Linked DNA regions of Gossypium hirsutum: all the other regions are linked to region 3. A link is a contact called in public Hi-C data. All regions are on one chromosome and are shown on one strand. The core of a region is the stretch at or near the end of the contact, and the rest is flanking DNA. Distances in the headings are between cores, read along the strand shown.

What was found. A called contact is a pair of places that touch in the nucleus more often than the background predicts.
Region 1: a contact with region 3 is called in a Hi-C map of leaf, with 2.9 times the contacts expected there. The contact joins the promoter of LOC107917111 here to the promoter of LOC107917911 in region 3. A contact is called at or near these places in 2 of 34 Hi-C or Micro-C datasets (both in leaf).
Region 2: a contact with region 3 is called in a Hi-C map of leaf, with 3 times the contacts expected there. The contact joins the enhancer-like site here to the promoter of LOC107917911 in region 3. A contact is called at or near these places in 2 of 34 Hi-C or Micro-C datasets (both in leaf).

The regions. Positions count from the first base shown.
Region 1 is chrA01:28,602,881-28,606,125 of Gossypium_hirsutum_v2.1, reverse strand. It overlaps LOC107917111 (WUSCHEL-related homeobox 4), which reads right to left and starts at 1,335. Exons shown (of 3, transcript XM_016846493.2): 1 at 1,049-1,335; 2 at 533-814; 3 at 163-441. The coding sequence starts at 1,273. The coding sequence ends at 295.
Region 2 is chrA01:28,444,894-28,447,938 of Gossypium_hirsutum_v2.1, reverse strand. No RefSeq gene overlaps it. Among protein-coding and RNA genes, the nearest start is that of LOC121220201, 48 kb to the left of the region's middle. Within about 2 kb of position 1,303, at least 3 of the 9 cell types and tissues checked have an H3K27ac peak or open chromatin away from gene starts, as enhancers often do. A contact at or near this core is called in leaf, where this site is marked.
Region 3 is chrA01:28,185,362-28,188,477 of Gossypium_hirsutum_v2.1, reverse strand. It overlaps LOC107917911 (kinesin-like protein FRA1), which reads left to right and starts at 1,554. Exons shown (of 26, transcript NR_175000.1): 1 at 1,554-1,715; 2 at 1,873-2,016; 3 at 2,100-2,249; 4 at 2,478-2,731; 5 at 2,932-3,116.

The sequences.
Region 1 (3,245 bases), core at 86-2,585, 420 kb before region 3:
GACTTCATTGTCCAAGGATCACAACACTGCTTTCAAGCTAAAACCTATCCATTTCAACAAGTTTATTATGTTCATCCCATAATCAGCAAGGATGGATCACTCACCCAAAAACAACTCATTTCACCAGCTGATGATCAGAGAAATAATAAAGAGAGTAATAGATTTGGTTCTCAAGTCAGGAATAAATAATGCATTAGAGTACATGGAGACAACTTTGTATCTTTCTTCTTCCCTGCAACAAAAGAAGATAGGGATAGAAAAAAAAAGCTACACAATCACCACCATCATCATCATTCATCTGCTTTCCGGGTGCAATGGGAAGAGCTCCAGAGTTCTATTTTCATCTTCTTTACTTGACGATCTGCTATCTTTTTCCTCAAATGACCAGCTTCTGCACTTCCTCTTACATAGACTATCTTCCTCTCTTTCCATTGTTTCCTCCTATTATACATGCATGATAATTTGATAAGCTTCATAAAGCTAATATAGTTAAATCAAAGGGAGAGAGGTTTTAGCGTTAACTTTTACGTACCCTAGTATCCAAAGTTATTGGAGTAATGGGAGCAGAGCTTCTGGGACAATGGGTGAGTCCAAGGCTGCTTCGCTTCTGCTTTTGTCTCTCCCGTGCTTTGTGGTTTTGGAACCAGTAGAACACGTTTTTGCCTTCGATCTTGCCGTACTTCCCTAGCTTCTCAGTGATTTGTTCTATTTGTTGTGCGTTTGGAGTTCGCATCCCACCCCGATACAACATCTCCAAAATCCCTATCTGCTCTTGCGTTGGATTCCACCGCGTACCTCCTGGGTGCGTTTCCACCTACATGTCGTCAACTTTCACGTTAGACTTCTTCAAACACTATTAATCATATTTACTTCATTAATTGAGTTTCCATTACTAATAGTGATGAAACATAGTTTAAAGCCTTAAACCTTATGATTATGCTGTAGATCTTCCGACTGAAACCAAGCTACTAGGGTACATGAAATGATATAAATAATTGTATGCAAGTATAGGCTAGTAATAGAGGGAATGGGGGCTGGTGGAGTGTACCGGAGGAGAATGTCGGTTGTTGTCTTCAGAGGGGCCATTGCCAAGTTTCCGAGGGCCGCTATCGGGCCTAATGAAGCTCTTAAGGTCGAAAGAGGAGACGGTAGTATAAGTAGAGTTGGAGTGTAGCTTTGGAGCAAGAGGGCGTAAACGCTTACAGCCAAGAGAGAGCAATGGTTCTTGCTCCCAAAATCCACAAGCCAGCTGGTGCATCTTCATGTTTCCCATGGTGAAGGTGTGAACGATGGAGAGTAGTGAATTATATAGCAGATTGAGGGGGAAAAAAGCAAACTTTAAAGGAAAAGAAAAAGAATGAAAGTGGGATGTGCGGTGGTGCTTTGAAGAACGGAGACCAAATGATGAGGTGAGGTTGACTTGTGATTTCCCATATTTTAAAAAAAGAAAAGAAAAGATAAGTGTTGCAATAAGAGAAGAGATTCGATTTAATTATGCCGTAAAAATCAAAATAATTATACACGCTTTCATAATTATTTATAAAATTAATATTTTAATTATTAAGTAGTTGAATTTTTACATAAAATAAATAGTTAAAAATTTTAAATTTATATTAAATTTGACATTCATATTTACATAAATAAAATATGAAATATAATGATTAAATTATTAAAATATTAATAATATAAATTACTTTAGATTTTACATTATATAAATTAATTCCTCTCCATTTTAAAATATTTTTATTTTATTATTTTTTATGATAATAATAGTAAAAAATGTTTAAGAATGGAATGAACAATTGATATGAATTAAATATTAGAATACATGCAGAAACATTTGGTTTTATTATTAGGTATGGGCGTGTGGGTGAATGAGTGGTAGGAATGCAATATAGTGTAATGCTAATTTGCAAATCCGTGTGGGTTGGGTGTTTCAATTTCACTGCTGTGATGATAAGGTGTTATTGCTTTTCGGTGGCCTCTTTTTTTGCTCCTTTACACTACTCTCTCTCTCCCTCAAAACTTTTTAATTTTTAGCTATAAAGTGAATGTGGGAGAGGAATTTAAAAGGATTCCTCCAATCCCAATACTTGAAAATGGAACTCTTTCCTTTGCTTTCCAAGATACGGAATATGATGAAACAGACACTCAAAAAAAAAAAGGGATACACAAAGCTTACACCTAGTAATTATGTCTATTCATAATTTATCATTTTATATTTATAGAAATTTTTTTATTTGTTAATCATTTTTATTATATAATATATAAAATGGTAAATTATATCATTAATTATTGAAATATGGATAAATTTTCATTTTAGTTACTTAATTATTTGAAAGTTTTTATTTAAGTTACTCGACCATTAAGGGCCAGTTCTTCATTGCTTTTGAAAAGTGCTGTAGAGAAGTGCTTTTGAGAAGTACTTTTGAGAAGTGCTTTTGAGAAGTGCTTTGGAAAAATTTAAGTGTTTGATATTGCTGTCAAAAAGTATTTTTGAAAAGTAAAATGTCCATTTTAGACATGATATTATAAAGTAACAAATATGTATTTAAATAATGTTCAAATTAGTTAATATTATGATATTTTAGTAAAAATATAAAAAAATAATTTATTATAACTTATTGTTAATATTTTAATATATAATATTAATTTTAAATATTTCTAAGTAATTAATATTAATTATTTATTAAATTTAATTAGAATATATAAACTATATTTAAATATTTAAATATAATAATTAAATATTTGTAATTAGATATTGACACAATTGTATTATTTTAAAAAATATTTTTTATTTTTAATTAATGCTTCTAATACATTTGTAAAACTCATATTAAATAACCAAGAAAGAGAACACAAAATAATAGCATCAAACACATTTTAAGTCAAAAAGTAAGGTTAAAAAAATAAAATAACAGCCAAAAGTGCTTTTTGGCTGAAAAAGCTAAAATTTACTGCTTTTTCATCTCTAAAAAGCTCATCCCAAAAGTTAAAAAAGTTGCCCCAATGATATGTGTTCTTCATTGCTTTTAAGAGAAAAGTACTTTTTTTAGAAAAAGTTCATCCCAAAAGCAATGGAGAACACACCCTAAAATTAATGTTATGTGATTTTCTCTGTTCACATTACCTGCATCAATCGAAAACTTTTTTTCTCCTTCTCTTTTATAGTTTAGTTTTTTTTATAGTCAGATCATCTTGGATCTAAAGTATATTGTTCTATTCATCAATAGGTATTGATTCAC
Region 2 (3,045 bases), core at 54-2,553, 260 kb before region 3:
TGTCTTGATATTTTATCAGCCATATTAATTTTTAATAGTATAAATAAATAAAATTTTTAATAATATAATTAATTTACTTTTTATCTTAACGTGCATAAATTAAATTTGCTTATTTTTTTAATAGAAAAAGTTACTCTATAGTAGTTTTACCTTTGCGGTGTGAAAAACAAAAGCTGAGCAATGATTCAACGAAAGCAGAAACGAATGAGGTGTCCTAGAATTGGACCAAAAACCACCGAACAAAGACCAGAAAAATTGCAGCTCATCAAAACTGAACTTAAAATCCCATTGTCTTATTCCACTTTCAGAGAATAAGGGTTGGGTTGACCCAATCATTAAATTACATGCATGTATGTTCATGAAAAAATATTTTATTTTGGAAAATCAAATTTTGTGCAAATAGTTGATCAGATTTTAGGACACTTGCTGTCCTATGAATGGACAGTCAAAATTTATCAAATGGCTGGAATGTTTCTAATAATTACAAACTTCTTTCTTCCTTAGCTAATGAAAAATAAGGGTGTGTATCAGTTTTGTTTTGTTTTCGTTCTAGAAATTCATAAAATTGAGATTTTTTAATATCACAAACAACAACAGCTTAATATGAAAATATAAACTATTTCAAAATTTATATAAAAATATCATTTTAAATATATACATATATACTATAAATAAACTTAACATAAATTTATATGTAAAATTATTAAAATATTTTTATTTTAAAAGATAATTAATATTATTTTAAAGATATTTTATCTTTTTATATTTTTATATAATTTTTAAATAAAATAACTAAAAGAACATTTAAGAATTGAACAAAGGATCAACAATTTATATTAAAAAACATTTTCACTCCACTACTAACCATTAACTGATATATTTTTTAATATAAAATATTTTCGTTCACTCGCATAATAAATATAATAAAATATAGTATTTATATTATGAAAAATACACCATCATCAATTATTTTATTTGCATTTGTGTGTTTCATGTAAAAGAAGAGAAGTGTGTGAATATAAGTATTAATGGACAATGTTGGGGTTAAATACAAAAAGTTGAATATATTGTAATTTCATTATTAAAAGAAATTTATTTCAATATCACTTCCGATTTCAATAGAATTAATTTTAAAATTTAAAACCGATATGAAAAATTGTGATTACAAAAAAAAAATACTTTGAATTAAAAAATATTTATTAAGATATTATTATTAAAACTGAAAAATGAATGTGTACGTAGATGAAACGTATAGAATAGAAGGGATAGTCGGATATAGATAACTGGAGTGGATCCCACACAGTGGAAGAAACGGTGGGAAGGCATGATTAGAAAGACAATGGCATCATTTGCACGTGTCTATGGACCACATTCCATCATCATAAAAAAAGTAAAGTTATATCATACCTCATTTCACTTTATTTAACTAAAAGTAAAACATACTGTTGCTTTACAAACCCTAACTACCATACCCTAATATATTGAGAATAATAAATATATCAAAATAAAATTCAAACCATAGCATTTACTTCCGATTCAATTAATCTCATGAGTTGATCCCACAATAAGTGAGTTGGAAAATGTCTAAAAAAAATTATTTAAGAAGTCGAGGGTTTTTTATTTTGTATTTTTATTAAAATTATAAAAAAAGATAATTTAAATCTAAAATAAATGATGATATAAGATTTAAACATATGATATTAAAATCTTCAAAGCTTTGTCATTTGAATCAAAATCTCATTTGATTTTTATAAAAATATTTTTATATAATTTTTTCAGTCACATGTGTGCCATAATTCAATAAATTTTTATGTATTTGAAAGAACTATACTTCTAGTATCATACATTTAGATATATTCAAGAATCAGTGATTTATCTGCTTGATTATCCAATTTACCTTAAATTAAATTTGGGTAAAAATTTCTTAACGACAGGCCAGCTTGATCCGTCTAAAATAAAATTAAATAACTTTAAGATCATTATTATTTAACTTTAATTAATGTTAATATAAAATCATTCTTAACATATTTCTTAAACAATAAAATAGATCATTGGTTGGGTTAAGTTAGGCCGAGCTTGGACTCAAGCTTAAAATTCCTTTTAAAATCAAATTTTAGCATGGCCTAACTTAACCCATGATTACCTTGACATGTACATTACACGTGATTTTATGCGTTTAAATTTTGTGATTTAAACTAAATATTTTTACTTTAAGTAACTAATGCAAAGTAACATTATTTAAAATATTAATTAGTAAGCATAATTAAAATATATCAATTAATTTGGTATTCAAAATATTATAATAATAAAATAATTCTTAATCATTTTAAAGTATTTTTATAGGACAAGATTTTTGACATATTGTAAATTAATACTCCCTACTCGTCATTTTTATATTTTTAATAATAAATATAACTATATTAATTCGTAGATAATATATACATAATATAATATATTAGCTTATATTATATAAATGTATTATATACAATATAAATTATATAACATATGATATTTAAAACTAAAATAATGTAATTCTTGCATAGTTAATAAAAATAATACTTTAAATATAATATAATTCAATATAAATTTTAACCGTTTTATGTATTATGATATTAATTCATTCAATAAAGTTTTTATTGACAAAATCTAAATTCATTTAATAAATTTAATTAAACAAAAATTTTAATAAAATTATAATTTTTATTTAAAAATGTGATAAATCTTTATCATAATAAAAATATATATATATTTAAAACTACAAAATCAATAATATAATAAACATTCAAGTTGGTGAGTTTATACTAGGAAATATTTTTAATTTTGTGCTTATCAATTTTAACCACAAAGAGAAAACTGAAATATTAAAGAAGGGGAAAAAGGGTCATCTTCTCCCACTTTAGCCAAAGATTTCACATTTCTAAGCACTTAGTATATCGTCTTTCTTGGAAATCTTTTCAGCTTGGGAAATTGATAGAAGAGGATGGAGTGAGAAACTGTTTGTGTTACTGTTTTAGACCATGACAAAATAAAAGCAAAAATGAGGGC
Region 3 (3,116 bases), core at 305-2,804:
AAATCGCAAAAAATTGAATGTGATTAACTCTCTTAACTTTTTGATGGTGCAATTTAGTTGCTCCAAATATGGAATTTAATTAATTACACTACCATCCAACTTTAATCCACACATCACAACAAAAGGAAAGCCAAAAAACACGAATTTAATTTACTGCCACAGAATCAGTCAAAAAGATTACATAATGCCCATTTCTGGGTTCTTTTTCTCTTCTTTTGCCATTTCTTCTTTCCTGGGTTAGCTTTTCGTCAATTTTATTTCTTTAATTTATTAGAACATATAATAGAGGTCTGTGGTCACAAATGAATATGTATTGCTTGCTTCATTGATTTTTTTTTTTGTTCAGAACTTGTTTGATTTCATATACAGTTTTTAAACTATTGGGGAAGTAATATTAGAACATCATCTTTTAAAAATTAAAATTATAGGAAAAAAAGAATCTAGTAAGAAAAAGATAAGTTAAATTTTGTTATTAGTCTTTCTACTTTATAAAAGTTATGAATTTAATTTTTATATTTTTTATTTGATTCATTTTAGTTCGAATCAGTCCATAATTTTAATTCCAAACGATAGTAATTAAATTTGTTTACTAGTGGCGTACAGGTGTAAGTTTAGTCTATTTATTCAAATTAGATCATTTCAAATTCTTATATTTTCTGAATTTTAAATTTTGATAACTAAATTTTTAATAAGTATATCAAATTTTAAAAATAGTATAATTTTACTTAATAAATTTAACAATTATAATTGAATAAAAAAATATAAAAATTGAACAAGTAACTTCTACATAGAACAGAGAATGATAAAAAAAAAAGAATGTAGGATACAAATAACAAAGTGGTTTTGACTTTTAGAAATGCTATATATGATTCCAAATCATGCGGCTTATGTGCTGTGGTTTTTTATTCTTGATAATTGGTGGTGGGGGAGTGGAATTACTTACTATCGAACGTTTATAAAATAATACTCTTACCACAGAGGATAATGGCGTGGTCATCCCTGTTTATCGACCATATCCTGAGCACAATGATAAAATTTTCATCCTCATAATACGTGGTTTTAGGAGCACTTATCTTTCTTTACATTTTTTTTTAATTTTTAAATTTTAACCAAAACCCAGAAAAAAATGGAGCTAAAAGGGGTAGAACTGTAAAGACAAGGACAAAAACGAAACTCCATGAAGGTTATAATAAGAAACAGAGGAACATGGGAAACTGAGATTTGCAGTAAGCAAAAAAGTAGGATAAAAAGGGAAAGAGTGTTACGAAAGTTCTTTTCCTTTTTCTTTTACATGACGATTTTTTATGTGAAGGCTAAGGAAAATGACAGTAGTTGTTGTTATCACTGCAGTTAAACTTTCTGCTTTGTATACTTCTATGGTTATGCTATCCCATTCCTTCTAATTCCTCAACTACCCTTCCCTCTTTTACAGTTCCTTTTCTATTTTTTCTTACATTTCCCAACAACAACAGCAGCAACCCATTTTCCATGAGAAGGGTTTTTTTACAAGGAAAAGAAGAAAAAAAATATTTTACTTTTTGGGTTTTCTTCTTCTCTCTTTTTGTGGAATTTTCTTTTAGCTGTTTCGTATGGAAGTTGGTGGAGGTTCAGAGGAATGTTGTGTTAAGGTTGCGGTTCATGTAAGACCACTTATCGGTGATGAGAAGGTTCAAGGTTGTAAAGACTGCGTTACTGTCATCCCAGGAAAGCCTCAGGTACTGTCACTTACTAGAATGCAGGCCTTAATTCTTTTAAGTGCTTTCAAATGGATGATTTTGGGTTTAATTTGAAGTATTTGGAGATCTGGATCTTTTGGATGCTTGAATAATTGATCAATCAAAATTAACTAATGAATATTTTGCTATGCTGCAGGTACAAATTGGGACACATTCCTTTACATTTGATCATGTGTATGGGAGCACCAGTTCTCCTTCTTGGATGTTTGAGGAATGCATTGTGCCACTTGTTGATGGCTTATTCCAAGGATATAATGCTACTGTTCTTGCTTATGGTCAGGTACAGCTGAATCTTTCACACCACACACCTAAATATTGCTGTTTTTATTTTCCTTCCAATTGAAGTTTGAAAAATTATTTCAGACTGGATCAGGTAAAACATATACTATGGGCACAGGCTTCAAAGGTGGCTCTCAAACAGGAATCATTCCTCAAGTAATGAATGCTTTGTTCAGCAAGATTGAAAATCTAAAACATCAAATCGAATTTCAATTGCATGTGTCCTTCATTGAGGTTTGTTAAAGAACCAAACATTTCATTTTGTTTGTTCTACTTTGCTGTAATACCTGTTGTTGTAAAAGCTTCGCCCTTCGTGTATCAGATATCCATTTTATGAATATATCTTCTGGTTTATGTGATCGAGAATTCTTTGCATCATTTTAAGTATCACAACTGGCTTGACTAGCTCTTCCTACTTTTTAGACCTGACATGCATAATTTTTATCTAATTTTGATGTAAAGATCCTGAAAGAAGAAGTGCGAGATTTGTTGGATCCTACTTTTTTGAACAAATCAGATACTGCAAGTGCGAATACTGGGAAAGTAAATGTCCCTGGAAAACCGCCAATACAGATTCGTGAATCATCAGATGGTGTTATTACACTGGCAGGATCTACTGAAGTTAGTGTCAGTACATTAAAAGAAATGGGTGCGTGCTTAGAACAGGGATCTTTGAGTAGGGCTACAGGGAGTACAAACATGAACAATCAGTCAAGGTTAGTTCATTCTCGGTTCTTGTTAAATTAAGTATTATTTAGTAATTACTTCTTTTAGTTTTACCTTTTTCTTGGTTTTATATGATTTGCTAAATGCAAATTTTGATAATTTTTTATATACCAAAATTTCAGGTAATATGCCAAAGTAATAATTTTCTATAATGACAATTTTTTTTGGCTTTCCTTATGTGGTTGTATAGTCGCTCACATGCAATATTCACCATCACCTTAGAGCAAATGCGTAAACTCAACCCTGTTTCTGGAGATGGAAATCCTAATGATTCTATGAGTGAAGAATATCTTTGTGCCAAGTTACATTTAGTAGATCTTGCTGGATCAGAGAGAGCAAAAAGAACAGGTTCCGATGGGATGCGTTTTAAAGAAG